2 separate regions of the Mus musculus genome follow, and region 2 is linked to region 1. The links are chromatin contacts, called in public Micro-C maps. All regions are on one chromosome and are shown on one strand. Each heading gives the region's core, a stretch centred on a gene start, on an enhancer-like site or on the middle of the called end of the contact. The rest is flanking DNA. Distances are from core to core; before and after follow the strand shown. Region 1 holds the start of Arl2bp (ADP-ribosylation factor-like 2 binding protein). Region 2 holds the start of Tepp (testis, prostate and placenta expressed).

The links. A called contact is a pair of places that touch in the nucleus more often than the background predicts.
Region 2: a contact with region 1 is called in a Micro-C map of embryonic stem cells. The contact joins the promoter of Tepp here to the promoter of Arl2bp in region 1. A contact is called at or near these places in 5 of 39 promoter capture datasets (hematopoietic stem and progenitor cells, hippocampal neurons, liver and 1 more), 1 of 484 Hi-C or Micro-C datasets (embryonic stem cells) and 2 of 9 other capture datasets (adipose tissue and liver).

Annotation. Positions count from the first base shown.
Region 1 is chr8:94,664,577-94,670,104 of GRCm38.p6, forward strand. It overlaps Arl2bp (ADP-ribosylation factor-like 2 binding protein), which reads left to right and starts at 2,024. Exons shown (of 6, transcript NM_024191.2): 1 at 2,024-2,325; 2 at 3,021-3,082. The coding sequence starts at 2,288.
Region 2 is chr8:95,309,444-95,314,971 of GRCm38.p6, forward strand. Tepp (testis, prostate and placenta expressed) reads left to right here and starts at 2,155. Exons shown (of 8, transcript NM_199455.2): 1 at 2,155-2,247; 2 at 3,512-3,736. The coding sequence starts at 3,514.

The sequences.
Region 1 (5,528 bases), core at 774-3,273:
AATATTGGGGAGGGGGTGCTATTTTTTATTATTTTTGTTTGTTTGTTTTGACGGGGTCTCTCATAGTCCTGGCTGGTCTAGAGCTCCCTTTGTAGACCAGACTGACCTCAAACATACCTACCTGCCTCTGCCTCCCAAGTGCTGGGATTAAAGGTGTACTTCATCATGCCTGACAGGAATACTTGCTCGAGTCCAATTGCTGTTGTGTGAGAAAACCCAAACACCTCCAGAAAGCCTGTATGGAGAGGGACTGACACCCTTCCCCAAGCCACTACCCCACCACCACCACAATCCTCACCAACTCCCAGCTGTGAGCCACCACTAAATTGCCACCCACCTGAGCTCTGTGAAAGTCATCTCAAGCTCCAGTGCAACCAAATGGAAAAAAGATATCCTTGCCAAGACCTTCCCAAAATGCAGATTAATAAGTAAATGAAATGTTTTAGTTCACTAGGTTTCTTGAGAGAGGAGTTGTAAAGAGCAATAGGTAACTAGTGGAGACAAATTTTTCATTCCTTTTCTCCGTGGATCCATGATTTGGAATCAGCAGGCAGTTCATGTATGTATTCAAAAGTAAATAGGATATAGAAAAAGGATCTAATAGGATCTTAGTTGTCTGCTCTGAGCTGTCTTACCAGTGCTCAATGGAACAGAATTTTTAGATGCTTGTCCTAGTTTGCTTATCAGAGCTGTGACAAAACACTAATCAAAACCAATTTGTGAGAAGAAAGGGTTTATTTTGTTTCCACTTCCATGCAACAGTCCATAACTGAGGGAAGTTGAGATAGGAACCTGAAGGCAGGAACTGAAGTAGATAAAGAAATGCTGTTAACTGGTTTGTTCTCCATAGCATGCTGAGCTTCCTTACATAGATCCTACACCTGCCCAGATATGGCACCACCCACAGAGGACTGGGCCTTCCCTCAGTCATTAAAATAATCCACATTCAAAACCAGGAGGTGATGGCACATGGCCTTTAATCCAAGTGCTTGGAAGGCAGAGGCAGGTGAGTCTCGAGTTCAAGGCCAGCTTGATCTACAGAGTGAGTTCCAGGACAGCCAGGGCAACACAGAGAAACCCTGTCTTGATGAAAAAAGACAGACACACACAAAATCAACTTCTTTCCAGGTCACTCAGGTCAAGCTGACAAAAAACCTACCAGCACGCCTGTCTTCAGCTTGACCAGGATACTCTGATCTTCCAGTGTCTTTGAAATCATCTTGGTTCCTGATGCTGTTAAGATAGATCCATGGATACACATTTTATGTCCATTCCAAAATGATTCAGATTGGCCACGTAACCCTAATTCATACCATAAATTTTCTAGTTATGTACTACACATTTGGCTAAAAGGTATCAGACCACCAAAGAGGCATGCTTAAAAAGGGGGCGGGGGGGGGGGGCGATCCCAGGAAACCTTTCTTCATGGTGTGGCAGTTTTAGAGGGGACTTTCTCCAAAGCAGTTATTCAATTTCTGATTACATCTCTCTCAGTGGTTGTCAACATTTTTGTGCTGCATAATTACCCAAGGAACCACTTACTGCCTAATAATTGTTTACGGGTTTGGTGCGAGTAAGCTGGCAGCAAACTCACTATGTAGCTGAGCAGGTCTTGAATGCCTTAAACCTCCACCTTCCAAGTGCTGGGACTACAGACGCATGCCACAACGCACTGCTTTTGATTTGAAGATCACAAATTAAGTTACAAGTCATCCACTTAATGCCGTGGACCCTTCCATACTTCCAAGAAGTAACTCTCTAGTAAATCAGACGTCTGCATTATCTAGGACAAACTATGAGAGTGGCTTTCGAGCAATTTGGCTATTTCTAGCGCTCTTAAAACACGGTTTCAACTACCTGATCTTTACAATTCCTAAATTGAAAATGAAGAAACCGAGGCTCTTGGCTCCAATTCTTTCATCCAGAAAAAAAAAAAAAAAGTCTACTGCCACCATTTTTTGCAGTCTTCTGCGTGAGACCGGGAACCTGAGGCTGTGATTGGCTGCTGGAACCGCGGGTAACCATAGTGACAGGAGGCGGGGCTGCGAGCTCCGTCTGCCCTAACACACCGGCGGGGTAGCCCCGCGAGAGGCCGGCGGGCGCTGGGCCCAGCCAGGAGCCGCAGCCCCGTCCTCGCGCGATCGCCGGGCGGGGCGTGGGTGCGGCCTTCTGCGGGCCCTTGATGCAGTTGAGGCCGCGCGGGTCAGAGAGGATCCCGGCCCGGCGGCGGGCGCGGTAGGAAGCGGCAGGGCCCCGGGCCCGGGCCGGTGACTGCGGCGCCCCTACGATGGACGCCCTAGAAGAAGAGAGCTTCGCGCTGTCCTTGTAAGTGAAGCGGCCAGGGTCTGCTCGACCTCGGCCTGCGGACGTCCTCTGGGTTGCGGGCTGGCCGGTCGAGGCTCCGCTCTAGCGGGGCGTTTTCTTCCCGTGGCCACCACGGGCATATGTCACAGATAACCAGCGCTTCCATCACAATCCTCTGGCCTCAATCGTGGCCGTCAGCAAAAACCCAGAGGCCTTGAGCTGCCCAGGCTGGCGGCGGCCTCACCGCCTGTCTAAAGCCACTCCTGACCAGTTACCCCCTAGGCCGGTGCCACTCCCGCGTGCGGTCACATTCACCAGCAGATAGGTGTGGCGTTAAGAGCCAGGATGCGGTGAGTAAATCCTGCGGGTAATAAACGCGGAAGTATGAAGTTGTGCCGCACCAGCCTCAGCTACCCAAATTGTTGGCTGCTTTTGTGATTGTCATACCGGTTTTCGTCACGAGTGTTTTCCTGTGTTTGTAATTTCTGTACTAGACAATAATCCTTGATTGGTGAAACTGAGTGATGGGAGGATCATCTTGCTATTATTTTTATGCACGTTGGGAATCTTACATTTTAAAAAATGCTAGTGGGCTTTGTTGTGATTGCCTGGTGTGTGCAAGGCCTTGGGTTCAATGCCCTTACCCACAGAAAACACAAGTTCAGCTCGAAAAATAATTATTTGGACCGGCACCTAATCCTGATGTGTTTTTTCAGCTCCTCCGCCTCTGATGCAGAATTTGATGCTGTGGTTGGATGTTTAGAGGACATTATTATGGGTAAGTTTCGACACTACTAAGTGACTTGTGCCCCTCTAGTTCCTATGGTCAATTCCTTGATTTAAATCAAGTAGACCCTTGCTTTACAACAATTTTTTAATGTATTCATTTACATATGTGATGGATCGTGGGTGGGGTTGTTGCCAGGAGACTATGGCTATGTGGAGCTCAGAGGACAACTTTGTGGAGTTGGTTCTCTCCTTCCACCTTCATGTGAGTTCTGAGGGTTGATCTCGGGTCACCCGTCTTACACAGCAGTGCCTTCAGCCCCCAAGCCATCTCAACACCCCAAACCTCTGCTTATAAGGGCATGCAGAGAAATAAATGTGAAGAGTTGATTTTCAAAACACAAAACACTGAAATTTTAACACACCGCACAATGTAATAGTAAGCAAGCCATACTGAGTTTTGTTGTCTTTATAAACAATCTGTGGGTCAGCAAGATGGCTTAGTGTGGGTAGTGGCACTCGCCCACAAGCCTGACAACCTTAGTTTAATCCCCAGGGTCCACAAGGTGGTACTGGCTCCCTAAAGTTGTCTTCAGACTTCCATACACAGGCTGTAGCAGGCATGCGCCTACTTGAAAACAAAATAAGTAAAATTATAATTTAAAGAAGAAAGAACCCAAAACCTAGTATGTGGCACACCTCTATAGTCTCAGCACAGGTGGGTAGAGGCAAGAAGATAGGAGAGTTCAGGTCCTGGCTCTGCCCTCTAAGCTCTCATGCCTTTTAATTAATGGCCATTGATTGAAGGTTTCAGAGGAGACCAATTTAGGAAACCAGTTAACTGGCAGATAGGACAGAGCTCTTGGCCAGGCTTCAGGTGATATTGACCAATTTTATTTCACACAGGCAATAAGAAAATTTTTGGTTGTTATATCGTTTTGAGCTTTAACATTTTCATGCTATAGAACAGAACATAAACCCTAACCCTCTACAGCACTTGTCCATGCAGGAAACTGGGTGTCAGATCTCATTGGATCTCTTCATTTTCTTTTGTTGTTTGCCTTAGGGTTTGTATTCCTGCACAAAAGCATCATGACTAAGAAGCAAGTTGGGGAGGAAAGGGTTTATTCACCTTCATTTCCACATTGCTGTTCATCACCAAAGGAAGTCAGGACAGGAACTCACACAGGGCAGGAACTTGGAGGCAAGAGCTGATGCAGAGGCCATGGAGGGTGCTACTTATCGGCTTGCTTCCCCTGGCTTGCTCAGTTTGCTTTCTTATAGAACCCAGGACTACCAGCCAGGGATGGCACCACCCACAATGGGCTGGGCCCTCCCCCTTGATCACTAATTGAGAAAATGCCTTACAGCTGGATCTCATGGAGGCATTTCCCCGAGGGAGGCTCCTTTCTCTGTGATAACTCCAGCTTGTGTCAAGTTGACACACAAAACCAGCCAGCACAATGTTGTTTTTTAGTTTTTGGGTTGTTTTTGATATTGTTTTGTTTTGGGTTTTTTTAAGATTTATTTACTTATTTCATGTATATGAGTACACTGTCACTGTCTTTAGACAGACCAGAAGAGGGCATTGGATCCCATTAAAGATGGTTGTGAGCCACCATGTGGTTGCTGGGAACTGAATTTAGGACCTCTGGAAGAGCAATCAGTGCTCTTAACCACTGAGTCATCTTTCTAGCCCCCTTGATATTGTTTTTTGAGACAGGGTTTCTCTGCGTAGCCCTGGCTGTCCTGGAACTCTGTAGAGCAGGCTGGTCTTGAACTCAGGAATCCGCCTGCCTCTGCCTCCCAAATACTGGGATTAAAGGCGTGCGCCACCACTGCCCGGCCGCTTTATATTCTTGATGCATTGTTTTATTGGTTGGTTTGGTGTTAAGAGTTTTGTTTTTAGGGTCTAACATCCAGGCAAGCCTTGATCTTCCTGTCTTCTTGCCTCAGGCTCCAAGAACTAGGATTGCAGGTGGGGCGTGGCAGAGGCAGGTGGATTTCTGAGTTCGAGGCCAGCGTGGTCTACAGAGTGAGTTCCAGGACATCCAGGGCTACACAGAGAAACCCTGTCTCGAAAAACAAAAGAAAAAAATGAGTAAATGAAAATGTAATTTAAAAAGCATGTTAAGGAGAAATACCAGATAGCTCTTCATGGGCAATTAGTGTATCGGTATGGCTCTCCCTGGCCTTCGATCGAGCGCTCGCGTGTGTTCTCTCTCTCTCTCTCTCTCTCTCTCTCTCTCTCTCTCTCTCTCTCTCTGTGTGTGTGTGTGTGTGTGTGTGTGTGTGTGTGGTTTGCCCTTTTTTTTGTTTTGTTTGAAACAAGTTTTCTCTATGTAGCCCTGTCTACCTGGTTTTTGCTCTGTAGACCAGACCAGCTTCATACTCAGGTCCCCCTGCCTCTGCCTCCTGAGTGCTGGGTTAAAGCTGTGCACCAGCACTGCCTGCTGTGGTGGGTAGCTGTAACCCCAGCACTCAGAGTCGGAAGGATG
Region 2 (5,528 bases), core at 905-3,404, 640 kb after region 1:
CATGACCATGTTGGTATTTGTGGTCTGTACTTCCACCTCAGGGTATTCTGATGTCTGTAGTCCTCGCTGCCGCCAAAGGTCATGTTGATGTTCATCGTCTGTGCTGCCGCTGGCTGCTGTGGGCGATGAAGCTTCCCTTGCAGGGATATCGATGACTGCAGACTCAACTCACAATGATTAGCAAGTTTGGGCTGGTTCCCTGCACACCCTCTGCCTGCTGTTGACAGGACCGGCTCAGGGCAGCAGGAACAAGGATCAGACAAGAGCAGTGTGGATTTATCTGGCACCTGTGTTAAGGACTTCAAGAGGCAGCTTCTGTAAGGATCCCAGAAGTGTCCCATGGCAGTGCATTCGTGGTGGCAGAGGCTGCTCTGCCACAGCACAGCTCCATGTAGGAAGCATGAGAAGTGCCAGGTGCTACCACTGTGCCTCTTCCCACTAAATTCTTTAGCAAAGCTGTGTCTGTGACTGAATAGCAATTATGGGAGTGGGGTTGGGGTAGGTAGGTATAAGTCAAATTTTAAATTACTAAACTGTATATTCATATACTTTCTTATTTTTTTAAATTTGATTTTAAAATTTTTTTATTTATTTTGCAACAAGGTCACTCTATGTAGGCCTGGCTGGCCTGAAACTCACTGTGTAGACCCGGCTGGCCTTGGACTCACGGTGATTAAAGGTGTACACCACTATGCTCAGCTGTTTTCTAACTTTAAAAAAGAGTTGGACCTTGCCAGGCAGTAATGGCACAGGCCTTTAAATCAACACACAGGAGGCAGAGGCGGACAGACCTCTGAGTTCAAGGCCAGCCTGGTCTACAAAGTGAGTTCCAGGACAGTCAGGGCTACACAGAGAAACCCTGTCTTGAAAAACAAACAAAACAAAACAAAACAACAAAACAAAACAAAAGAGGTGGACCTTCGTTTAGGGGTAGGCTCAGCACCGGGCAAGTTTCTTTAAGAGAAGAACTTGGAGTGTTTTCTTAAGTTCCTTGGTCCCTAATCAAGGAGCAGCAAATCTTACAGGACTCCAATAGGACATTCTGAATGACAGGTTTAGCATTTATGCAAATTTATGCAAATCATATGTCAATATATGCAAAAGAATAGACAGCCCCAGGATTCCAAAGCTTGGGATGTCTCACTCAATTTCTGGGGGCTTTGGGATTCTGAGCGAAGCTTCCTGACAGGGAGGGAGGCTGCGGTTCCGCCAGGTAGTAAGGTAGGGCAGAATGGGGGAGGGGTGGAGTATCACTTGCTAATCCCTAGCCTGCTGAGGCCACCACTCTGCCTGATCCCTGCCCTGACCCCAGAGCCTGGCTAATCTCCACCCCTAAAGACCAAAGACAGCGTGGTATCATCTTCCCTGAGACTCATGGGGACAAGGTCCCCTCCAGGCTCCCAGGCAGCCCTGCTGCAGAGCCTGGGGTCTTTGCCTAACACAAACAGTCCTCTTAGGTCCAGAGAGAGGCAGCAGTAGCTAGTACAGGGTCACTGTTCTGGTTCTGGTTTAGGGTCTCTATTGCTATGATGAAACATCATGACCAAAGTAAGTTGGGAAGGGAAGGGTTTATTTGGCTTACACTTCCGTATCACTGAAGGAAGCCAGGACAGGAACTCAAGCAGGGCAGGATCCTGGAGGCAGGGTGCAGAGGCCATGGAGAAGAACTGCTTACTGGCTTGCTTCCTGTGGCTTGCTCCAGCCTGTTTTCTTATAGAACCCAGGACCACCAGCTCAGGGATGGTATCGTCCACAATGGGCTGGGCCCTCCCCATCAATCACTAATTAAGAAAGCCCCCTGCAGGCTTGCCTATGACTAATTTTATGGAGGCATTTCTCTGGTGGGGTTCCCTCCTCTAAGATAGCTATAACTTGTGTCACGTTGATCTAGCCAACACAGTGAAACAGGCTGGGGTGAACCCAGCAGTTATCCCTACCCTAATGTGGCCGGGTCACCTCTATAGAGCCCCAGTTCTGACATTTTCCAAGATGCTTGTCTTATGTGGCTGCCATAGAGACCCAGGGAATAGATGTCCAGTGCCTAGGGATCCTGGCAGCCTGTGTTGCCCAGGGTTACCAGGAGCTTCGTCCTCACAATCAGGTTGCACTGGGCATTGTCTCTGTGATGCTCCTTAGCCTGCAGTTGCCTGGAAGGCACGCCCACATCCTTTCTTTTGCCCACTGAGCAGCAGGAGGATAGACGGTTCTTACCTGCCTGTGCACTTGGGCCTGTGCCCTGCAGATGAGGTAGTGGCTATGGGTAAATGGTAGCAGGGTGTTCTCTCTTCCTTTTTCTCTGTGTTCTACCACTCCATCCTTCCTCATGGAGGGTCAACTCTGAGACAGCTTTTCCACTTTTTCTATCATGCCCCGTCCTGATCCTTCATTATAGTGAGAATTTTGGAATCGTGGTTTCTTTTTTTTTTTAATGCAGAAATATTTTAAGAATGTGCTTTTAATACCCAGGTGTAGGAATATGGGGCTGCCTTGGACTGTCTGAAGCAGCTGACTCTGATTTGCCTCGTGCTCTAGCAGGGGCATAGTTTTGCCAGCTGCAGATAGTTTCTGTGACTTTTGGAATTCTGAAAACTTTTCAGAGGGTCTATAAACTAGGGACCCAGGAGGATTATGGGTTGTTGTTGGTTGTTCAGGGGGGTTGGTTGTAGCTTGATAGTAGTCATGCTCAGAGAACAAACAAGAAGAAACAGAAATTAGATTCGGGGATTTCTTTCCCTTCCTCTCTCCCCTCTATACTTTTTCTCTCATATCTAGTGTTAGTGGGTTGAAAGGGTGGGGGAAAGGTGGAAAAGACTGGAAGAAAGAAGACCCCACAAAGTAGCAAACATTTCATGGTCAAGTTCCTCTCTCCTCCTGCCACCCCATGTCCATTTCTTATCTCTGTAACTTGGAGGGTCAGGAAGTAGAGTCAACAAATTCTAAGATGTAAATGAGTAAAAGGGGCTCCAGGGAATATCTGCTTTTTAGAACAGAGACACTAGGTAACCAACCATCCATCTTTTTCTAATTCAGATCTGTCACATTTCTCTCCTTTAAGAGTCTCATCTATCTATAGCATTTGGGGCAAATGCTAAATATGGCCTAGGCAAATCCAGAGTTGGCTATCTAGCATCATAAGCCACACGGCATTCCAGGCTACATTCTAAATAGCTTTACTATGGCTTTTTCCTGTTCAATATTTAAGTTTCACTTCATCTAGACAGTTCCTAGAGTGTCCTAGCTCCAGCCCTCTCAGATACACGTACACTCTGTGCTGACCTCCCTCAGAGCACTGGGAGCTGTGTGTGTGTCTGTGTGTGTGTGCGTGTGTCTGTGTGTGTGTGTACACACATACACAGAACACATAAATCTGTTGTTTGGATGTGGAGCTTCGGAAAAATCACGGGGCGCACAGAAGATACTCAGTAAATGTTTGATAAATCGTTAAATCAGCATAGGCCAAGAACATGTGCCTATACGGAAGGGCATCTGACTCCGCCCCTCTCTTCCCCAGCGATGGCCCAAATCATAGACCTGGTGCCCTGGGACGAATGCTCCGCCCACTTGTATGCTTCCCCAGCGGTCCTCCTCCCCCTGGAGCGAGTGCGCCACCCACTGGCCGGTGTGAAGCACCAGCTCTACCACCCGGCCTTGCCTTCCCTTCGGCGCATGGATATGGACACTGTCAAGGGTTGCCTCTCCGATGAACACTGCCAGTCTTCCACCTACTTCTCCAAAGGTCAGGCCCTGTCGCCGCCAGCAGCTAAGGGTGTGCTCTTGGCCTTGGGAGCAAGGGTGGCTGGCAAAATGGAGGTCATGGTCGAAAAGGCAGGAACAAGCGGCGGGTGAAAGCATGAGAAAGACCAGTCCAGCTCTCTATTTCCTTCCAGAAAGTTCCTCCAAGGTCTGGCCTCTACTTACTGATCAGAAAAATGGGGACAGGGACAGAGGCAATATGAAGGGCAGGGTGCCTGGTACTGTGTGATGATTAACAGATCATACAGGCCCTACCGCCTCTGTTGTGAACTGCTGCTGCTGTTGTGGGTGGCACTGTTCTTTTATTTCCTCTAGGTTTAACAAAATCAGGTTTCTTTAGCTGGCAGTTCTGGAGGTGTCTCCCCAACTGTGTCTCAACACATAGCCCAGGCTATCCTTAAACTGTGCCTGGTCTTCTTGCTGGCCTAAGTCATGTTGTGGAGGAGGGCTCAAGTGGTATGTGTGCATGTGTGCGCACACACGTGCACAGAGCTCAGAGAATAGCCTCGGGTGTTGCTCTTCAGTTGCTGTTCACCGTGGTTTTGGAAGCAGTGTCTCTTCCTGGACTGGAAGAGGTCTGCCTGACTGGCCAGCAAACACTAGGATCCTCCTGCTTTCTCCCCACAGTAGGATGGCAAGTGTGTACCCACCCTCCCCACCCTCCCCAAACCCCAGCTTATTATGTGGATGCTGGGACCAGACCTTGGGGCTTCATGTTTCCCCAGCAAGAACCTTAATAACTGAGCTGTTTCCCCTGCATCATCATTTCTCTGAGACAGTGACTTGCTATGTTGTCCTGGCTGACCTTCAACTCCTGGGCTTAAGTTATTCTCCCTGTTCAACCTCCGGATGAGACGGCATTGGTGGCCCACACCACCGCACCCAATACAGACACACATCCTTTTGTTCCTTGAGCGTGTACTGGGAGATTTCCAAGTAGATGAGTTGGAAGGGTAGTGCTAGGAGCACCCTCTCTCTGTGCCCAACCCACGGTCTGCTTCAGCATGGTTGGATTCACACGCCATCTCTCACTCTCTTCCCTTTCCCCAGCTTTCTCTCTCCCTTCTCTCTCTCTCCTTTATCCCTCTTTCCTCTCCTTCCTCCTCCTTTCCTGTCTTGCTCATCTCTTTCTTTCCTTCATGTTCACACATGTGTGCATGCAAAACTTTGCCAGGTAGTCAGTCCCCATTGGCAAGGACAGCCTCCTACATGGCATGATACCATTATCATATCTAGAAAAGTTAACAGTAATTCCACAACATCTAATAACCAGCACACGTTAAAATCTCCTCCAGAGTCTCCAAATAAGTATTTTATAGCTTAAAATGGGAGGGGGATGTAATCTAGGAGTATGGTGTATGTGAGTACACTTTCACTCTCTTTAGACGCACCAGAAGAGGATATTGGATCCCATTAGAGATGGTTGTGAATTACCATGTGGTTACTGGGAATTGAACTCAGGACCTCTGGAAGATCAGTCAGTGCTCTTAACCACAGAGCCAGCTCTTCATCCCTCATGTATAAATCATTAAGTCTTGAGCCTTATTAGCCTAAAACAACTTTCCACCCATTTCACTTCTTTCTGTACTATTGACTTTTTAAAAAGATTTTTTATTTATTTATTTATTTATTTATTTATTTATTTATTTATTATATGTAAGTACACTGTAACTGTCTTCAGACACCCCAGAAGAGGGCACCAGATCTCATCTCATTACGGAGGGTTGTGAGTCACCAAGTGGTTGCTGGTATTTTCTCATGACCTTCGAAAAAGT